Linked DNA regions of Mus musculus: region 1 is linked to region 2. A link is a contact called in public Hi-C data. All regions are on one chromosome and are shown on one strand. Each heading gives the region's core, a stretch centred on a gene start, on an enhancer-like site or on the middle of the called end of the contact. The rest is flanking DNA. Distances are from core to core; before and after follow the strand shown.

The links. Hi-C and Micro-C count contacts between places; a contact is called where the count stands out from the background.
Region 1: a contact with region 2 is called in a Hi-C map of cerebral cortex, with 4 times the contacts expected there. The contact joins two enhancer-like sites. A contact is called at or near these places in 4 of 484 Hi-C or Micro-C datasets (cerebral cortex, embryonic stem cells, morula and 1 more), 1 of 115 datasets of contacts at active chromatin or transcription factors (embryonic stem cells) and 1 of 9 other capture datasets (embryonic stem cells).

What each region holds. Positions count from the first base shown.
Region 1 is chr7:79,078,135-79,084,766 of GRCm38.p6, reverse strand. It overlaps Acan (aggrecan), which reads right to left. Exons shown (of 18, transcript NM_001361500.1): 2 at 2,503-2,579; 3 at 1-300. The coding sequence starts at 2,572. Among named protein-coding and RNA genes, the nearest start is that of Gm26633, 28 kb to the right of the region's middle. Within about 2 kb of position 4,411, at least 14 of the 459 cell types and tissues checked have an H3K27ac peak or open chromatin away from gene starts, as enhancers often do. A contact at or near this core is called in cerebral cortex, where this site is marked.
Region 2 is chr7:78,988,246-78,994,606 of GRCm38.p6, reverse strand. No RefSeq gene overlaps it. Among named protein-coding and RNA genes, the nearest start is that of Gm31213, 37 kb to the right of the region's middle. Within about 2 kb of position 4,121, at least 75 of the 459 cell types and tissues checked have an H3K27ac peak or open chromatin away from gene starts, as enhancers often do. A contact at or near this core is called in cerebral cortex, where this site is marked.

The DNA of each region.
Region 1 (6,632 bases), core at 3,162-5,661, 90 kb before region 2:
GAAGGTTCTGGATCTCCAAGGTAGCATCGCTGGGGATGGCTGGATAGTTGGGGAGCGACACCTTGTCTTGGTAGATGCTGTTGACTCGAACCTGTCCTTCAGTGGCCACCAGCAGTACCACCTCCTTTTCCTTGGAAACACGGCTCCACTTGATTCTTGGGGTGAGGGGGGCAGTGGAGGGGGCAGTGGTCACAGGATGCATGGGGTCGATGAAGTAGCAGGGGATGGTGAGGGAAGACCCTAGGAGGACCTTCAATGGGGATGGTTGAGGGATGCTCACGCTCAGTGAGTTGTCATGGTCTGTGAAAGAAAGGCGGGAGGACAGACATGTGTTAGGAATCATAGAGACCCTCCTTCCAGGCGTGGAAATGCAGCCACCCAAGAGGCCCTTATCCAGCCTACCATGTGGGAACCTGGGGATTCTCCAGGTGTCTCCCCACCCTAAGACAAAAATCCGGAGCCAAACAAAGACTTCCAGAAGAGCATGAGAGAGACCTCAAACCTTAGACACCCAGAGGGGATGCCAACCCCTAGATACACAGGACCCTTATTCTTAGAGTAGTGATATGCTTGATTCACAGATTTTAGAAAAATATATTGAAGTATTTATTTTGGATATCATGAGTTCTCCATAAAAGGTTCGTGTGTGGAAGGTATGGCTGTGTTAGGAGAGGTGACTGGATGGGGATGTGCTGCCTCATGGGGGGAGATAAATCAATGCAGATGCAACTTTGGAAGGGATATCTTGTTCGCAGCCCCGCCCCCAGTCTCCCTGACTCCCTGTCTCTGTCATTCTGTCTCTGTCTCTCTGTGTCTTTCTGCCTCTTTATCTCTGTCTGTCTGTCTGTCTGTCTGTCTGTCTGTGTTTGTCTGTTTCTCTCTCTCCCTCTCTCTCTTTCTCTCCCCCACCCACATCTGTTTCCAGGCTACTGTGAGGTGAACCTCTCCCCTCCACTGTACCTTCAGGCATGACATTTCTGCCTTGCCACAGACAAGCTGTTTTCCTGAGATATTTTTCTCATAGAGACAGATACTGTCCTACACATTGGGCATAATAATTATTAGAATTACAAAATTCTCCACAGCCTTTAAACTTGAGACATAGGACTTCAAGATAGATATATCCCATTCTGGGAGGTCTGCTTTGGGCTTTAACTGGAACTTGTAGAAGGGCAAGACTTTTAAAGTCAAGGACGAGAAGACTGGGGAGAATAGGAGGTCAGGCATTTATTTTTTGGCCTGTAGAGTCAGAAATATGGGGTTGGGTAGGATTAGACGACATAAAAATTATGGAGTGTGTCAATAGAGAAGACATAGTGTTTCCTAAATTCTGTTGGAAAGGGAGAGAGAGAAACAGTCTTCTATACAGCACCTTTCATGGCAGGTCTTAAAATTTTAGAACCCTCCCTTTCAAGGGATGCTACAGGTTGAAATAAAAATGTTTAGAATAGTTGTGGGTGGTAGAGACATAGCAGGGTAAGGATAGGGGGGCCAGGAATGTCTGGAGTCCAGCCTGGACCTTTTGATGTCTGGACAGATTCCACCATCTCTCCACAAACACCTCCATCTGCTGCCCAGCCCTGACGCCGGTGTCCACAGCCTGGCTCTGTAATAGTGGTCCTCAGGGGATAGCCAGAGACCACTGTTGAATCCAACTTGGTGGTTGTCAAAGCTCTCAGCCAACCCTAGTGGACTGTTTTGCTAATATGGACACATCTCCCAAGGTGATGGCTAGGGTCTGGGTATTCATAGATCTCTGAGCATCATTGGAGGTCCAGATAACCACATCTACATATTCAAAAGCTGTGAATCAGGCCAGTATGTGAGTGAATAAAATACTGAGTGTCTTTCCATTTCACCACGGAAAGTTTTTTTTTCCATGACCCTGAAGTCCTGGAGTTTTGCATTGGCATACAGTGGGTTGTGGGGAGGGAGGGTGCCCAAGCCTCCTCTTGTCCCTGCCACCATGAGCAAGCCTTCTCTTATCCCCTCCCCTCCCACTGTTTGGGAGGTCTCACAGACTGTTCAGCCCTTGAGTTCCAGATCCCCACACTGTGTGCCAAGTCCTTCACATGTCCCTTAAGTCAGGGTTGGGGAGCTCACACCAGGGCTGTGCCCTCACTTCTAGAACGTTGAAACCAGTCTTTTCAACGTTGTTCCTCAGGTTCTCGTCTCCCCTTTGGTGGTCCCATCCATGCCCCCCTCTGGCTCCCCATGTCTTCTCTCTACCCCATTCACTGTGGAGTAGTTCTGCATGAGATTCCCCAAGGGTTCTGTGAAGGAGGCTGAGCAACTCTCCTTGCTGAGGGCATTCAGTGTGTGTGTGTGTGTGTGTGTGTGTGTGTGTGTGTGTGTGTGTGTGTGTTCCTACTACATCTAGAAAGGGCCAAGAAAAGGCCAAAAGAAGGGGCAGCAGGGACAGTATCCCAAAACGAACTTGTACCCTGTATTCGGAACCCAGTACCCACTGAATAAAGGAGTCATGCATAGAACTGTTCTCACCTGGAACTTCTTCTGAGATCACTGCAGCGATGACCCTCAGAGTCACAAAGACCAAGAGTAAAGTGGTCATAGTTCAGCTGGAAGAGATAGCAGACAGTTTAGGCACAGGATAGTTACGGAAGAGATGCCGTGATAAAATTCATGGCCAAAGCTCTGAAATCACATTGAACAGCAGGTGGGTTGCCATGATTTGGACAGTGTTTCCACTAAGGCTCCTTTCCTCAGAAACCGTCATCCTTTCTTAGATTAGTTCCAAGGTGGTTGGTACATTGGTTCTCCCATCTTCCAGTGGAGGCTCGTCCTAATGAATCCCAGTGATAGCTACTGATATGTGCCAGGTGGACCATAGATGCTCAGGTTTATACACTGTGAGGGGTTTTGCATAAACCCCAGAATCTGTAGACCTAGAGGGCCTCCCCTCTGCAGTGTGGGTGGGTCACAGCCAACCACCTGAAGGCTTTAACATAAAAAGGACCCTTTCTAGAGGGAGAGAGACTTCTCCCCTCATGGCTTTCCAACTGATTTTCTCCTCCCTTTTGGACTTGACCTGAAGCATCAGCTTTTTCTGGGGTTTGAACATGTGGAGTTTCAAACTGAAGATGTGTAGCCAGGTGCTCTGGCCTCTTTTTGAGTCTCTGCAACTCTGGGGACCCACAGCCTCCACTTGTATTGACTTTATTCTCTCCCTCTCCCCCCCCTCCCCCGCACACACACACAGAGTCATGCAAGGGCATATCTTCTGCTGAAATGAAATGATTGGTCAGTAGTGGAGCACACATGTGCAAACCAATCGACTGCATGCCAATCATATGAAAGTATGGGGAACATAATTATGTATATAGTACATGAGGCTTGGTAATGACAGATCTGTTGCAACCACCACTTAAAGCTCTCCCTTGAACAGTAGGGATCCCCAACTCCAGCCAGCAAGCATAACTGAATTTATCAAGCCATCATCTGGAGCAGTGGCCTTCAGCCAGCTGTATGTGGAAACAATCTGGACCTCATGGTACCACTGCCCTGGAGGGTACACAACCATGCCACTCACACACCTTCTGAGACCTGCACTGTGTGACACCATGCCCCACATGCAGCAGCAGCAGCAGCAGCAGCAGCAACAGCATTTACTTTTGGTCTAAGAATAATAAAGGAAGCCTTGGGGATGGGGCAGTGGTAGAGGACAGATGGGATCTGCAGCCACAGAGAGCATCCTTCATGGAGACAGCACCCTTCCCCCTGGCCTCCAGATCCCAGCCTCAGCTCTGTTGGAGTCCAACCGTCCAGCAGGTGTCGCTCTCTGTTTAGTCACCATAGGCTGGGCCAGCGCAGGGATCAGGGCGCAGCACCCGTAGGAGCATCAAGATTGTGGGGAGGGGAGACACTGACATTTCCATCCAGGGGTTCCTGGGGAGGAACAGTCTGGGCCCAGGACAAGGGGACCCTTTCCTGTCTCTGGAGCTTGGCATTTTTGACCATCAGTCCTCGACCCAGGCCTGAGAAATGAAAGGCCTGTCTGTGCGGCTGAGGGCATAGAGGCACATGACCCCTTGTGCTGTAGGAAGTCTGGAAAGTTCCACAGTTCTGAGAAATGGCCCCTTGCTTCTCCTTAGGGATTTTATGACTTAGATACTAACTTAAAAAAATAAATTTCTGGGGCCCCAGGTCTGGCACTTTGAGGAGACACAGAGTTGGAGAGGGGTTCTTGTTCAAGATCAGTGAACCAGTCAGGGCTAGGAAATGGTTTCCTGGAGGGTCAAGGAAGATCAGCCTGAGGTGTGTTTGCAGAGGGACCTTTACCCAAGACCCAGACACAAAGCTAGCCTGTTCCTCCCTCAGAACACCCTTCACTTGGAAGTCTTGTGTATGTTTCGGAGTTGTGTTTCTTCCCTCGCTCTCTGAACAAGCTGGACATTGTCTGGGATGCAATGGTGCTCTGTGGGGTTTGGGCTGGCTCTGTTTTTCTCCCTGGCTTAGACCAGGAAATGTGAAGGAATGAAAGGGAGGGGGCTGGTGCGGAGTAGGCAGCAAGACTAATTTTATTTCTTCTTCTTAAAAACTTTGGGATAGAATTATCGCAATAAATATGCTCTTGTGTTTGTGTGTGTTTTCTCAGTTGTAAAGAAAAATAGGGAGCAATTCCATTCTGTCTGGGTTCCAAGCCTCTCAGAGACTCAGTGAGGCTTTTATGTGAGGATACTGACTTTGCCAGCCCACGCTCACTCGTGGACAGAGAGACCTTTCTCAATGGGAAGGAAAGCGAGGCCGTGGGAAGGGATGGTACATGAAGGGTGTTGAGGATGGGGAGATGAGAGGAAGGCCTGAGATGGACAGCAGTGGGAGCTCAGAAGCACGGGGATGGCCCAGCAGAAAGCCTCAAGGATCCTTGTGTGCCAGGGATTGATCAATTGTTAGAAGCTTGACCAGGAAAAGCTGCAGGTTCCTGCTTTTCATATCTCTGTCTCTGTCTCTGTCTCTGTCTCTCTCTCTGTCTCTGTGTGTGTGTGTCTGTGTGTTTCTGTCTCTCTCTGTGATGTGTGACTGCATGCACGCATGTGCATGTGTGTCAGTCTGTCTTTGTGTGTATGTCTCTGTATGTATGTGCCTGTGTGTTTGTGTGCATACGTGTGAATATGGTCCATAGTTGGAGGCAGGGACTTCATCAGATCACATCATTGAAAGTGTAGCTCATTCTCTCATTCTGAATTCCTTTTTTAGCAGCTCTGTCAAGACTCAGACCCAGGTCCTGGCCCTGCCGGGTCACTTACTGCCTATTAACACAAGACCTGTTCTTGCTGTTTCACAGATGGAGTGAGATGTCTTGCCAGTCAGTTCTTCTCATCTGGGCTGGGCACTGTGCCTTTGGCACTGTACACACACAGGCTGTAGCATCAGCAGGGACCCACCAGTGCCACTCTCTCCCACCAGCCTGTGTGAAACACTTAGAACCCGTGAATTGGGGACGATGGAAATAGATGTGGGAGGGGAGGCTTCCTACCTGACAGGAGGATCAGGCCAGGTGACTTTTCATAAAGAAAAAACTGTTTTCATTCAAAAGCAACACCACTGCCCTTCCAAAAGCTAGAGAAACAGGAAACAGGGAAAAGGAAAAAGGAAGAGGAGGAGGAGGAAGAGGAGGAGGAGGAAGAGGAGGAGGAGGGGGAGGAAGAGGAGAAGGAGGAGGAGGGAAAGGGAGAGGAGGAGGGGGAGGAAGAGGAGGAGGAGGAGGGGAGGGAGAGGAGGAGGAGGAGAAGGAAGAGGAGGAGGAGGGGGAGGAAGAGGAGGAAGAGGAGGAAGAGGAGGAGGGGGAGGAAGAGGAGGGGGAGGAGGGGGAGGAAGAGGAGGGGGGGAGGAAGAGGAGGAGGAGGAAGAGGAGGAGGGGGAGGAAGAGGAGGAGGAGGAAGAGGAGGAGGAAGGAGAAGAAGAAGAGGAAGAAGAAGAAGAGGTAGAGGAAGAAGAAGAAGAAGAGTTCTCCTACATCCCAATCCAGTGTTTGTTTTTGTTTGTTTGTTTTTGTTTTGCTTCTGTTTTTTGTTTTGTAATTTGCCATCTTTTTGCAACCTATTTTCTGTTTCCACAGAATTCATCTGATGAAAGGACAGTTTTGTTCCTTCAGAAAAGAACACGATGGGGTTTTACAGTGTGACCTTCCTTTTGAATACCTGTGCTGGTAGCTTGGGCAGAGAGAACTTAGTCTGTTCCTGGATGGGACCAGAGGTTCCAGTCCCACATGCATCCCTTCTTTATCCAGCAGTCTGTTCCACTGCCATTGGCTCCTGTGATCTTCCTGTGGTGTCTACCATCCAATCCACATAAAGCCCAGGGCGCAAATTCAGGGACCTGTGTGCTCCCCACCCGCTCTTCTGTGCAGTCATTCTCAGTTCTGCACACTGAAGCTCCCAGGACTCTTTCCTCCTTGGAGCCACAGAAGGCCAGAGTTGGGATTGACCACTGTGAGCTTCAAATCCAATGCATTAAATTTACAGCTGAAGAAACCAAAGCCCAAAGAGGTTCAGGGTTTTGTTGAAGACCATGCAGCAGGTTAAAGGTGGACCTATAGCTAGAGTCCTATTCCAAGGATTGGTTCTTCCTATTTCTCAGACTTTGTGAGCTTCACAAAGTAGTGATCATGG
Region 2 (6,361 bases), core at 2,872-5,371:
TTAATCTGTTAGTTGCTTAAGTATTTCTGTCGCCAGTGAGTAAGACTGATTTATATTTGCATTTAAAGAAACCATTTAGAGAAATGTCATTTCCAGTCATTGAAACAAAGAGCGTGAGAGTTTTTAGATTCACAAAAAGCTATTTTCTGAAGGTGGTCAGATTCTAAATGTAATCTGTCTGTAAAAACACAGAAATGTCAGCCCACAGCATAAAGTGAAGCCAAGAAGTCAACGATCACATTCAAATGAAGCTTTTAATAAACATTTTAGCCAATGAATAATTCACTGACTCAGCAGATAATTGATGGGGGCAGCAGTTGGGGGTGTCTGTGGTGTGTGAGGAGTACTTGTGCCGGGTGTTGTCAGAATTCATTGTGTCTACAAAATGCACAGCTCAGTTTATTCTGAGCCGAATATGAGTGATCGTGGACCAGGAACACCGATCCGGGTTGCTCTAAACGGCTTGTGTCATTGGGGAGGCACTTACATGGACTTCCATAGTTGCAGAAGAAAAGGAGGCCATAAGTTAAAGCGTTTGCTGATTGCTGGGACAGGAAGCAGGCAGGTTACAGCAACCTGGAACCTCTGCTACAGACCCCAGGGGCTCACTCAAGAGATTCTTAGCTCTGGGTTGGTGAAAACTAGCGGTCTGCTAAGTCCATACATTCCAAAGGTTTTACCTGATACCTGAAAAAGTGATGTTAGGTCAGATGTACAAGATGGACATCAGAGACCTGTGAATAGGACTAAAATTAGCCCAAGATATTTCTGGCTCTGGATGTATAACATTCCAGTTCTCCATAATTACAAAACTAGTCTGTCTACAGCTTTGTAAAGTCAAGATCGATGTGGCTATTTAGGGGGTTCTTTATTTTACAATTGTTGCCAAGTCTGCTAAATTATATTAGGCATCTCTGCCATCCAGACAGATGAAAAAGAAGTTGTATTCCTTGGGACATTTCTTTCTTTCTTCTTTCTTTCTTTTTTTCTTCCTTCCTTCCTTCCTTCCTTCCTTCCTTCCTTCCTTCCTTCCTTCCTTCCTTTCTCTCTTCCTTTTTAACCTGTGAACTTCTTGTTAGAGATATGATGGAATTGTGGGAGATTTGCTGACAGTGTACGGAGCTAAGAGAAAGCAGTAAGTCTCTTAGAGGAATGGCATGGTACCCTCATATTTTGGTTATTTCAAAGTTCTTCATTTCCACTTTTTACCTTAATTAAAAAGTTGGCAGTGCTTACTTATCTCAGATAAAAAACGGAGCTGTAGGACTCAGAGAGATTGCCCAGTTAGTGAGTGGGAAGGAGTGTAAGCGTGAAGGTCTGAGTATGTCTTCCCCGCACCCATGCAAAGCTAGGCACAATGGAGCACACATGTAATTCCCAAGCTAGGGCTATGATGACTCAGGAGGATCTCGAAACCTGCTGGCTACAGTCCAGCTGAATCAGGAACGAAGGTCAGAACAGGAAAGCGGGAGGAAGGGCGGGAACTGAGAGGGAGAGACATGGAATTTTCAACATTGTTCAGGTCTACCTAAACATTTTTTAATTTTCCTTCAATGCTGGTTTTACTTGAGCCCATGAATTATATAGCAGTTTGTTATAAAATTTACATGTAGTTCCTTTCTAGGTTTATTTTTGAAATCATGAAGTTATGTATTGATATGGAGGGGAAGGGTTGCCCACGTTGAGTACAGGTCCCATTGGAGGCCAGAAGAGGGCATGAGATGCCCTGGAGCTGAGGTTTCAGGCACTTGTGAGCCTCCTGATTGGTGCTGGGAACTGAGCTCTTAACTGCTGAGTCATCTCCGCAGACCCTTTATTATAATTCCCAATCTCTATCTTAATTGCCCCAAATTCAGATGTGTGGTTTATATGGCACTAATTCTGGTTTTTTATTATTATTTTCTTGTACTCTAATAAATAATATTTGCAAATTTTATATGTCCTTGCAAAGTATTTCCCTAAATTGGGGGTCCATCATTTTATATCTGTACTCCCCAGTCTTGTTCTTCAAATACTCCATGTCCATACTAACTGTCTATGTGATATTTTAATTACTGAGGCAGGGATAATATACAGAAGTCTCTCATTACCACCTTTTTCTTTTTGCAAACTTTCTTTTTGGTGCTATGCATCAAGCTCATGACCTCATACCTGCTAGGAGTGCTTGCTCTTTAAGCTATGCCATTTGGCTCACGACTTTTTGTTTTATAAGTTTGGATATTGAAGTTGTTACGTGTATATATGTTTGCAACTCTTGTAGCTTCAGATTTTCTTCTATAATTATGTCGTTCTGCATATTCTAAATATGCTTTTTACCTTCAACTTTTCTCTAGGCACAGAATTTTTTTGGTTAGTATTCCTTTATTGTGTTGCTGTTATTAGTGTGCACAAATTGTAGATATGAATACCCCTGATAACATTTCCACATGTGCACACACTGTGCTTGGATCATGTCCACGCTCCCTGCACCCTCTCTCACCAGCCTCTCTCTTGGCCAGCATTTGCAGGAATTTCTCTTTCAGTCCTTTACTCCCAGCCTGTCTCTTTCACTGTTTTTTTTCCCTATTTCTGTTTAAAATAGCACACCTCCCAGTTATGAATATCTTTTCCTTGTAATTCTATTGCTTTTTGTTTCAAGTACCTACTTTGAAAGTCAGATCTTGGAAACCTTCTTTTAAATGTTGAGTTTATGCCTCAAATAGTTACTGATGCTCCTCATGTGCTTTTGATCTACCTTGCATTTATAAGGTTTATTAATGTGTACGTGTGTGGAGGAGGGATGTACGGCATGTGTACGCAGGTGCCATTGGCGGCTAGAGGACAGCATCAGATCCGAGGGAATGAGTGTTACAGGCTGTTGTAAGCAGCCAGGCTTGGGTGCTGGGAGCCAAGTTCAGGTCCTCTGGAAGAGCAGCAAGTGCCATTGGGCCACATCTCGGTCTTATTTTTTAAATTTGTTCTTCTGGAAAGCAAGGTGGCACTCATGTTTGCCTTACACATCTGTCCTTCCGTCTCCTGCTTTCTGTTTTCTTGTTTTTTCCTTTCTTTAAAAAAAAAAAAAGACAACTCTCTAAATCATACTTTGTATGCCAACTAGCATTAATTTCTTTCATCATTAAGAAAATGCTGGGGTTGTGTTAATAGGCACGGTGTACCTTTGGGAACTCCGACTTCTCCAGTTTAGCTCTTATCATCAGCTTGCTGGGATCAGCAAGAGATCTACAACAAGAAACACCCAGTGTTGTCTTAAAACAAGATTCCCCACATCACAAGATACCTGACACCTTTCCTGTGCCTACTGTTTGTAAGTCTACACCAGGTCAGCTGCCAGCCTCTTAGTTGATCTGGTGTAACTAATACTGTAGGGAATTGTTTTTGTGAAGTTTAATACTTGACTTTTGAGGATTCCTTGAAATTCAATTCCTTGAAATGACTGGTTGAAGGGAGAATAAGGACGGAAGACCTTACCACGTGTCTCCAAATTGCCATCCTGGCAGGTCACACACTCTTCTATGGATATTTTCCTTCAGAGTAGACATCTCAGGGAACAGTGTAGCTACTCGATTCCCAGATCACATTGAGTCACTTGGTGTGGTGTCGAGAGCCAGGCAGTGGATGAATATAGCCACGTGCTCCTGAGCACTGGTAGATGTGGATTCAAACCAGGGTCCTGGAGTGAGGAACTTAGACCCTTCTCAGTCCCCTCATTCCTGTTGTGAGCTCAGCACTCGGAGTCCCACTGGCTTAGCTTTAAAGGCACTCAGGTGTGTCAGCTATGTGGACCCTCACTCCTGAGGGTTTTTGGGAGGCTGGACTGAGACCAGAAGCAACAAGCTCTGCAGCATCCCCAGGCCCCTGTGTGTGAGATGACAGGAAAAAGGGTCCCTACTTTTGTCTTCTCAAGAAACAAGAGTATGCTCAAATCATGGCGAGGTTAGCGCGCTTCTCTCCCATCTCGACTTTTCGTCTGCTCCAGGAGAAAGGGGGCGGACGCGGGCTGTGGTGAAGCCATCGCTGCCAGGATGCACCGCAGGAATCTGCAGGGCAGGGCTAGGACCCTGTTAGGGGACTCACAGTCCCGCCGCTGCGCACAAAGCCTGCCCTTGTCCAGCTCCTCGCTCCTCTGATGCTGCCCTGAGCTCAGACCTCCCAGCGTCCTGAAGGCTCCGGTTGTGGAGTCCGGTGTCCGGACCACGCCCATTAGGGGGACGTGCCGCTTGCCGCGGACTCAGAACCTTCCCCTGGTGTTGGAGCTTCCAACTCTGCTGGAATCTACTCTTAAGAACACTCGCAGTCTGTCTCAATCCCACTCGCAGAGGCGTTGGATCTGGTCGAGCAAAGACGCATTCTCAGCATGAGTCTGAGTGGGGTGGGGTGGGGGTGGGGGGCAACTGCCACTCACAGAGGTGATAGAGATGGTAAAGGTCATGGTCACCTCTGCAGTAGGTCAGGGTCCAGGGTTGGGCAGAGGTGAATACAGGTTCTCTGTCTCTCATCAGATTTCTTGCAGTACCCGACTGGGCAACCCCAGGACTCCTTGGTCAGACTCTAACTAGCTGTTTGTGCCTGGAGTCTTCGGGTGTGTGAGGGGAGAGGGGGTGGGGATGGATGTTACCCTGGCAACAGCCTTACCTAGTAGTCTCTCATATTTCTACTTATAACGCCGCCCCTCCCCCTCCCCCCACCCAAGCCCATACACACCATATCTTGAGGACCCTTCTGCCAGAGACAGGCAGTAAGCAAGGCACACTTGTGCTGAAGTCCCCATCTTACCTTATGCCCTACCACACACCTGCTTGGGATGCAGGCTGAATTCATCCATCTACTCGCATCTACCCTTAGCATCCATTTATTGATGCTACAGATTAAACAAAATGGGTGCTCTGAGAAGGTTGAATGTGTGCAGTGCAGTTCACCAAGGAGCTCCTTAATGGAAAGAAACAACGTGCTGAAGAGATATAGATAGATAAATAAATAAATAACCCAAAGGACCCAAGGAAAGAGGGCGAAGCAATGTGCAACACCAGGCACTCACTCCAGACCAGGAGGCAAACCAGACCCCACTGGAAACCAGGGCAGACCTGCCATTTCTCGCTGAGTCTTGTTGTTTTTGCTCAGCATGTTCAGACAAGATTTCACATTCACATCCAGGCTGCAGAAGCCTGGGCGGCAAGGTTGATACTGTTTTCCTAATAGGCTGGGAGCCTGTGGGTGTGGGGAAGGCAGGATCAGAGGCCCTGGGGTTGGAGCTGTCTGAACATACAACCATAGGCAGAATCCTCTGCACACAAACTCCACTCCCATCTTGTTATCTGGTCCTGAGTGTGTTCACATTTTTCTGCTGCTCACACACCCTTAATGGCTTCCCATGACAACTGTGCATCTTTCTCTCTTAGCATGTACTATGACAGCCAGGAACTGCTGGATACTGACTGTGAATCTAAATCCTTGACTGTTATAAAGTCTTTAGTAGGATCATGGTCCTAGGAACGGTGTGGTCTCTTTTAAATGACTTTTAGAAGATGCTTGAGTTCTTTTGTGATTGGGTTACCTCACTCAGGATGATGCCCTCCAGGTCCATCCATTTGCCTAGGAATTTCATAAATTCATTCTTTTTAATAGCTGAATAGTAGTCCATTGTGTAAATGTACCACATTTTCTGTATTCATTCCTCTGTTGAGGGGCATCTGGGTTCTTTCCAGCTTCTGGCTATTATAAATAAGGCTGCTATGAACATAGTGGAGCATGTGTCCTTATTACCGGTTGGAACATTTTCTGGGTATATGCCCAGGAGAGGTATTGCAGGATCCTCCGGTAGTTCTATGCCCAATTTTCTGAGGAACCGCCAGACTGATTTCCAGAGTGGTTGTACAAGCTTGCAATCCCACCAACAATGGAGGAGTGTTCCTCTTTCTCCACATCCTCACCAGCATCTGCTGTCACCTGAATTTTTGATCTTAGCCATTCTGAGTGGTGTGAGGTAGAATCTCAGGGTTGTTTTGATTTGCATTTCCCTGATGATTAAGGATGCTGAACATTTTTTCAGGTGCTTCTCAGCCATTCAATATTCCTCAGGTGAGAATTCTTTGTTTAGCTCTGAGTCCCATTTCTTAATGGGGTTATTTGATTTTCTGGAGTCCACCTTCTTGAGTTTTTTATATATATTGGATATTAGTCCCCTATCTGATTTAGGATAGGTAAAGATCCTTTCCCAATCGGTTGGTGGCCTTTTTGTCTTATTGACGGTGTCTTTTGCCTTACAGAAGCTTTGCAATTTTATGAGATCCCATTTGTCGATTCTCGATCTTATAGCACAAGCCATTGCTGTTCTATTCAGGAATTTTCCCCTGTGCCCATATCT